Linked DNA regions of Mus musculus: region 2 is linked to region 1. Evidence: chromatin contacts called from public Micro-C data. All regions are on one chromosome and are shown on one strand. Each heading gives the region's core, a stretch centred on a gene start, on an enhancer-like site or on the middle of the called end of the contact. The rest is flanking DNA. Distances are from core to core; before and after follow the strand shown. Region 1 holds the start of Homer2 (homer scaffolding protein 2). Region 2 holds the start of Btbd1 (BTB (POZ) domain containing 1).

What was found. A called contact is a pair of places that touch in the nucleus more often than the background predicts.
Region 2: a Micro-C map of embryonic stem cells shows a contact between it and region 1, with 2.3 times the contacts expected there. The contact joins the promoter of Btbd1 here to the promoter of Homer2 in region 1. A contact is called at or near these places in 4 of 484 Hi-C or Micro-C datasets (embryonic stem cells and muscle stem cells) and 1 of 9 other capture datasets (adipose tissue).

Annotation. Positions count from the first base shown.
Region 1 is chr7:81,704,624-81,708,670 of GRCm38.p6, reverse strand. Homer2 (homer scaffolding protein 2) reads left to right here and starts at 1,746. Exons shown (of 9, transcript NM_001164086.1): 1 at 1,746-1,912. The coding sequence starts at 1,908. It overlaps Gm32579 (a long non-coding RNA gene), which reads left to right. Exons shown (of 2, transcript XR_391652.2): 2 at 1-519.
Region 2 is chr7:81,827,780-81,831,826 of GRCm38.p6, reverse strand. It overlaps Btbd1 (BTB (POZ) domain containing 1), which reads left to right and starts at 2,396. Exons shown (of 8, transcript NM_146193.2): 1 at 2,396-2,854. The coding sequence starts at 2,436.

The DNA of each region.
Region 1 (4,047 bases), core at 497-2,996:
ACCACCCCACCTGCTTGGCCTCATTGCATCCTGCCAAGGTGATGTGGGTGCACCCTGTCTATCTGAGGAGCAAAGAGATGGACCTCCCAGCCAGGGCTTGAACACCACTGGGCTCCTTTGCTCAGAGTCTTGTTTTCCATACCCCTAACACACATTTGCTGGCTCCTGCTTTTGATCCTCCTACTTCTGGCTTCTTTCTGGGACTTTACCAGTGACCCCTTCCCTTCAGCACCTTGGCACAGCCCTGGTCTTTGGAATTCAGCTTGTGTTAGAAGAACTTCCTCTGGGGCTGACTGTTCATTAGTCTTGGCTCTAAACAGAGTCACCTGTGTGCACAGATCCTGACCAATTTTGTATAGATAGGGCTTGGTCTGTTTACTTATTCATTCAACAAATATTGGTGGAAGACTTTGAATTCCCATTGTAGGTAGTAGAGGTTACAATTATGGGCAAAAAGCCACATCTTTCTAAGAGTTTGCAGGTGTGTCTGGAATATTAAACCAATAATTTTACACGAGATACTACTAACAGTAAGTGCAAGGAAGAAAAATGGACCGGAACAATGCCATCCACGGCCTTCGGTTAAGCCCCTAAGGGACGCGACAGTGTAACAGTGATCTGAAGCACATGTAGGAATGAAGGGGAAAAAAATCTTCCCAGACAGAAAGAAGAGCACGTGGGTAGGCTGAGAGAATGGCCAGCTGGCTGGAGTGCGGCGAGCAAGGGCAAAGTGAGAGGGCTGGAGGTGGTAGTGGACTGGCCAGGCTCATCCCAAGGACAGTGGGAGGGGAGCCTCAGATCAACTTGTATTTCAGAAATTACTGACCACCGTTTAGAAATGGGGTGGGTGCTCTTGTGAGGTGAAGGAGCTAGGTAGCTAGTCACAGTGGCCTGAAGGGAAATGAGGGCAGGGGCACGGTGGTGGCCCTATTCCAGTTGCTTGTCCTTGCCTTCTCCTCCCAGTCCCTGTCTGTCCAGAGATGCCAGGCTTGTGTGGGCAATGTGTGCTCAGCCGAAGACAATCCCGTGGAAGGCCCAGTGTGGGGTGATGGTTAGGTTGGCTCCAGTGCTGGCCTTTGGTAGGGAATCATAGCCAAGCTTAAGGAAGCCTCTCAAATTTTGCCAACTCGCTATGCTGAGGGTGTGCGTTTCTGTCTTTACCCAGGGAAGAGTTCAGGGAACCTGCTTTGGGCTACAGAATCCTCCTTGCCATCTTACCCTCCAGGATTTTAAGGCCACTCAGCCAGACAGGTGGGCAGGAAGACGAAGGTGGGCATTAAATGGGGTGGGGAGCAAATCGTGGTCCTGCCCATCTCAGACTCTGGAGACGTGAGATCTAATCTGAGACTGTGACCTTGGTCACATCATTTCTCCTCCCTGGGGGGCTTCGGTTCCCTCATCTGCAAACTAAAGGTGGCCAAAAAGTCCCTGCCAGCTGCGACTTCAAGTCCAGCAGGTGGGACATCCCGTCCGAGGCGCGGCGCCAAGCTTGGCAGGGCGCGCGGGTGCGGGGTCGACACAGGAGAGGAGGGGGCTGCTGGAAGAAGCGGCGACTGCGCGGCAGCGCGGGGGACGCTGCACACGCTGCCGCGCCCCCAGCTCCAGGCGGGCGGCGGCGGCCCGGGGGCCACGAGGTTACGTAAGGAGCGGGCGGGAGGGACCGGCGGCTCCGCCCGAGCGCGGCCGCCCAGCCCCCGGCCGCCCAGCCCCCGCCCTCCCGCCCGCCCGCGCCTGGCGGCGGCCCCGACACCGGCAGAGCAGCCGCGCAGCCGGCGGAATGGAACGGCGCCGGGGCTGAGCCGGGCGCACTCGGGCCGCCGCATGTGCCGCGCGGGGAGCAGCTGCCGAGCGGGCGGAGAGCGAACGCCAGGGGCCCCGTCGGAGCGGCCGCACGAGCAGCGCCGGAGATGGGGTGAGTGAGCTCGCGGAGCGCCCGCGAGGGGCTACGGGCCGCCGGTCGCGTGCTGCGGCGGGAGCTCGGGGCGCCCCCGGCCTGGGCGCGGACTTTGCGCCTGGAGCCCACGGCCCTTCCCGTCTCAGCCAGCCGGGCGCGGAGACACCTGGCGGGGACCCGCACCCGGGCTGGTCTCGGCGCCTCGGCCATTCCGCGGTCTCCTTGCCCCTAGCGCGAGCAACTCCAGGGCCTGGGTTTGTGAGTGTGAAAAGCAGTTTGCCTTTCTTCACGGCTGCATTTACAGCCAGCGACATAGAAATCGAAGTTTTCCTGGAAAGGAAACACACCCAATAATAACCCTTCAGCGTAGGAATAGTGGACTTGTAGGCAGCGTTGAGATGCGACAATCTGTTAGGCACCTAGGTGAGGCTCCAGATGCTTGGGAGGGAAGTTGGAGCACTCAGTTGAAGTGACTAATGCTCCTGAGTATATAAAGTAATTTTAAAAGCAGGATTGATTTCTCTTCGGCGTCTCTCCGAGCAGTAGGCGCTGTGAGTCAGGAGCCACTGTGCTAATAACACAGTAACTCTTTACATCTGCTCGCCGATGTGAGCGCACACTCATGGTGTTTCAGTCTCTATGCGAGATATGGTTTGTGTGCTTGCTCTCCACAAGAGGAAACTGAGGCCGGTTTAGTTGGGAGACTTCTCCCAGCTTGAACAGCTGATACATTTGTAAAAGGGGAATACTTAGTGTGTGGTTGCTCACCGGCAGAAGCTAGGCCACTGCCTGACTGGCCATGAGGATGGTTAAGGACATCAGAGGTCTGTCTTCTGCTGCTGAGCCCAGTGTTCTTCAAACAGCCTTTCATGGGGCCCAGAGGCCTCTGCTGTGTAGGTGGTCTAGAGAACTAGCTTCCCTTTGGGGATGGGTGCCATGGGAAGAGTCATGATCGCCCTGGTGGCCCCACCAGCCCCTATGGGGCAGTGGCTTTACTGTGCTTAGCTCCAGACAAGCCTCAGGAGTGGCTTTCTCCGTGGAGCTGGTAGAGTTTTGGAGGGAGCAGAGGCAAGCAAGGTAGAGCTCCGGGTAGGAGAGCAGATGGCTGTGGACGCCAAGATGGAACAAGGGGGACAGAGGGCCCATCGGAAGTTTGCTTAGGAATATTGATGCCTATCCAAGAGACTTATGTTGGACGACTGGGAGGCCAGAGATAGACAGTCATCCTACCCAGAAGGCAGATTTTTGTAACATTTTCAGCCATCTCTCAGCAGATATGAAAGAACTCATCTTTGAGCAGAAGGAATCTTTGAGACGCTCAGGTTTCATAGTTAAAAAACAAAAGCTTTGGGAAGGAGTTGGCACACGTGGAAGGTAAAAGGACCTGGTGATTTTAACTCTTCCTCTGCCCCTCCCCCTCGGGTGACACAAAACCAGTGAGCCTACTTGCAAATCAGAAACAAATACTGAAACTCTGGGGTTAAAATAGGTCTGTGGGAATGAAAACATTTACTCATAAAAGCTCAAAGAAAATTCCAGAAAATAATTTTTGTTTGTGTAAAAGCAGGGAGGAGTAGCTTGGGCATTTTGTTTAAACGCAGCACATGTCTTTCATGTCATTTTAACATCACTCAATAAATGGGTATTACTCACTTCTTGTAGCGAATGGCTGGTTTGTAGCTCTTACCTCTCCCTGCCATTTTACCATATATTTTCTTCTGTAGTTTATGTGACTGTACAAGCCATGGTTATAAACTGAGATGGGGCTAAAGGCTGGATAAATAGTTTAGACGGAGGAGGTGGATGGAGGGAGCCATTTTAATAAAAGATAGAACCACTGCCATCCTTTCTGGGAGTTGTACAGGATGAGCATGGGAGGGAAGCACCAACAAGAAGCAGCCTGTGGCAGACCTGGCTAGAGTTTTGTCAGACCTCCTCAGGGCTCTGCAGTGTAGACAGATGAGACATGGGTTTAAGGAAATAAAAACCAACTGCCTGAGTGGTTTCCTTTCTTTGGTGAGGCTCTATTCCCCCTTAGGTGTCTACTGCCCTTTTCCTTCTGCGAAGTGTTCTGCATTAAGTATGTGCTATCTCCAGTGTTTGCTCCCGTTCCCTCCCTGAGGCAGCTGTTTTCAACTGGCTCCTTTCAGATG
Region 2 (4,047 bases), core at 1,147-3,646, 120 kb before region 1:
GGATTTAGGGCAGAGAGAAGAGCAAATGGTGGAAAAGCAGTAGATTTTATGTGACCATCATAGGGGTGGGGAATCTGAGCTGATAGAGGTTGTTTGGGTTGATCTCAAACTAGGTGCCCTTGCCTGAGGTAGTTGACCTTTGGGGGAAGATTAAGAAAGGTTTCTGGAGGATTTTTAATTTTTTTTTTTTTTTTTTAGGAGAAGGTTTCTCTGTATTGCACTGGCTGTCTTGGAACTGGCTCTGTAGATAAGGCTGGCCTAGAACTTAGAGATCAACCTGCCTCTGCCTCCCTGCTAGAATTAAAGCCTAAGTGTGTATGTGAGCTTGAGACACTACCACCCAGCAGATTCCTGGAAGATTAAGGGAGATTCTTGGTGAATAGCAACCACTTTAAGAGATCTGCTTTTCTAGTAAATAGAAACCTTTAGGCTTGTTTACAGATAAACAATCCTCTGTTTACCCAAAATCCTTGTTTAGGACAATGTCACTAGCATTGCCATTTTGGAGGAAGTGGAGCTTTGGACCTGACAGAAGCTAGTTTTGGAATTTTTGCTGTTGTTGGTTGGTTGGTTGGTTTTGAGACAAGGTCTCACTCTGTAGCCCAGGCTGAGTAGGAACTTGCTTTGTAGACCAGGTTGGTCCGGAACTCACAGAAAGCTGCCTGCCTCCGCCTCCCTAATTCTGGGATTAAAGGCATGGGCCACTGTGCCCTGCTCTTTTTGTAGTTTATTTTTTTTTAATTACTCATTTTTGTGTATCTGTAGATCTATACATATCCTGGAGTACCACAGTGCTTGTGGAGTGCAGAGGACAGCCAATCGGTCTCTCTCAGGATGAAATTCAGTTCTTTAGTCTTAGCAGAAAGTACCTTTACCTGCTGAGCCATCTCTCTGGCCCTGTAGGGTATTTTTATTTACTTAGTATTTTTGGAACAGGGTCTCCCTGGCTGGTCTGGAATTCACAGAGCTAAGTGAACCCCTGTGACACAGGTTCAAAGGTATGCATCATCACACCCAGCCATGTTTTAAAATTACATTCCATTTTTATGGGATGTCACACTAGACATCAAGAGGTCAAAGGATAACTTGCAGGAGTTAGTTCTCTCCCTCTACCTTGTAGGTGCTTGGGATTAAACTCGGGTCATCAGGCTTGGTGGCAACTGCAACTCTATTTCTAAAGTCCCATAACAGAGAATTGAATTGTATATATTTCAAAATTAATAGTAGAGCTTTTTCGGAGTTTTTTAATATTCCTAAAAATAGAGATTAAAATATGGGGGTAGGGGAAAGGTTCTGGTATCTTGCTTTTGTTTTCAAAGAATCAGCTTAAATTTCTTGTCCAATTCCACTATAAACTCGGAGCGTAGGACTCTTAGATTGCTTGACATCTGTAAGCCGGAAGGTTCCCCCCCTCCCCCCCCAGTTATTCTCGTGTCGTAAAGAATCATTTTCTGGGTCTTTTCCTTCTGCCTATAACAAGTGCCTTATCTTAGGATCTATTTATTGCTGCAGGGTTCAAGAAAGGCTCCCACATAATGACAACCACACAGGAACACTGCCCCCAAAGATATGTAGCTGGCAGCACCCTTCCCATTTGTTTTTGAGGGGAAAGGAGTTAAGACGTGTGTGTGTGTGTGTGTGTGTGTGTGTGTGTGTGTGTGTGTGCGTGCGTGTGTGTGTGGGTCTTCATTTGCTACCCAGGCTGGGTTCCCAGTTGCAGCCATGTTCCTGCCTCAACCTTCCATTTTACTGGGATTACAGGCATGAGCCAATCTCAACTCAAATCCTAGGGCTCATAAGGTGGTGTGGTTCCAGTGCTTTTCTGCACTGGAACCAAAAGCAAGGCCTAGGAGAGTTGAGCAAGAAGGCCCTCAATCTTAGACATGGAAATGGCAGAGGAACTCTCTCACAGGGCGGAGTGGAGCCTCGACAGTCAGAAGGGGTAAGAAAGAGACTGCGGACGGGGAGAGGGATCAGTGGACTTCCTAGCCTCTCAGCTCCGCCTGGGGTTTCCAAGGGTGATGCAGCCATCCGGGCTGTGACAGGGCCACCATCCCGCCTTTAGAATAGCAGGGTGTCTGTCTCTCCTCTACAGACTCCCTTGCCGTGCCCTCGAGGTCCTTCCACGTCCAGCTCATCCACCAAGCGGGCTGAGGCGGCGTCCTCGCAGGGTGACGCGGGTGGGAGCGAGGCGAGCCTGAAGGGAGGAGCGGGAGGCGGCCTGAGGAATCAGCGCGGCGCGCCCGCACGCCCCTCAACCCTCTCGCGGCCGCGCGCCTCCCGCCTCAGCAACGCGGCCCCGCGGGAGGGCGGGCGCGCGCGGCCGGAAGCGCCTTTCCCGGAAGGCAGGGGGGCGGTGCCGGCCTCGGGGCGGCTCGACCATGGCGGCGGCGCGCCGGGTGCTCGCAGCTTGAGCGGAGCCGCGCAGCAGGAGGATGGCCTCGCTCGGGTCAGCCGCGGCCGGGGAGCCGGCGACCGGAGCTGAGGCGGAGCCCGGCCCTCCGGCCCCGCCGCCGCCTCCGCCGCCGCCACCGGCTCCCTCGCCGTCCGCTCTCGGGCCGCTGCTGCCCCTGCAGCGCGAGCCGCTGTACAACTGGCAGGCCACCAAGGCGTCGCTCAAGGAGCGCTTCGCCTTCCTCTTCAACTCGGAGCTGCTGAGCGATGTGCGTTTCGTGCTGGGCAAGGGCCGAGGCGCGGCGGCCGCCGGGGGCCCGCAGCGCATCCCCGCCCACCGCTTCGTGCTGGCGGCCGGCAGCGCGGTCTTCGACGCCATGTTCAACGGCGGCATGGCCACGACGTCGGCCGAGATCGAGCTGCCGGACGTGGAGCCCGCCGCCTTCCTGGCGCTGCTGAGGTGAGCGGCGGGCGCGCGGAGCCGGCGGCCTGGAGGGTGGCGGCACCCAGCCCGGCCTGCGTCGACTCCCGAGTGACCTTGGGCTGGGCGAGTCGGCCTCCCTCGGGTCCTCCCCGGCAGGCAGGCGATGCTTGGGAAGGTCGGTCAGTGTCGCCATTCCCGGCGGTGGCGGGCGCTTTGCCGTTGAAGGGTGCTGTCACATTCCAGTAGCGGAATTGTCTGTCGCCCGGGCTTCATAATCGAGTGGGCAGACTAGAAGACGAGATAGGCTGTCCCGATTACCCACTTGCAGGATTCGTTTTTGTTTAAGGACCCGGGTGGATGAAGGGTCTTAGAGGACTGGGGTTGTCAGGGTCTCCACGGTTTGCTGTCAGGACTCTGGAAGATAATAGCCATAGCAGGTATCAGGCTGGCCTGCTTCAAGTTTCTGCAGTCAAGGTGACGGTTTTTGTATTCTAAAACACGCTAGTAGTGTTCGAGTTTGCTCTCCGATGATCTGAGGATAGGAGATTGATTGATAGCTGATTAGTTTGCTACTTAGTGGAAGGTAGTGGCATTGTGGCGTTGTTAATCACAGCAGTCCTAACTGTTAGGGAGGCATATCTTGTTGTTTTACCCCAGTTTTACAAATGGGACCGAGGCCCAGAAAAGTGACTTGTCCAAGGTAATCGAGCCAGCTCCCGGAGGACCGAAGATGGTGTTGGCTGCTTGAGTATAGTGTTGTTTTTAAGACAGCAGATTTTGAGTAATTCTGACGTAAACAGGCAAGTCAGTGGAGCACAAGAGTCCACAGAGGCTCATAGCTTCCTCAAGAAGATGCTTATGGAGGGAAATATAAAGTTCACACAAGAAATATATGTTAAGTTCCCATCAATAAATGGATAAAGGACAAGATGTAATAGAAAAGAAAAAAATACAACCAAGGAATGTGTGACCTCATTAGTAAATGAGGAAATGCAAATTAAAACAGTAAAGTGCTTTCTCCTTTTCATGAGCCCCACCTTTTGGGGGCGGAGATATGGGTTTGGCTTTTATTTTCTTGGACCTGGGCTCATTATTTAGACTTGGCCGATTTGGGGCTCGATATGTATTCCAAGCTGGCTTCGAACTCAGCGAACTTATTACCCCCCCTGAGTGCTGACCCACCAAAAAATTTAAAAGATGACTGAAGGAACACTTTCCGAGAAAGATTA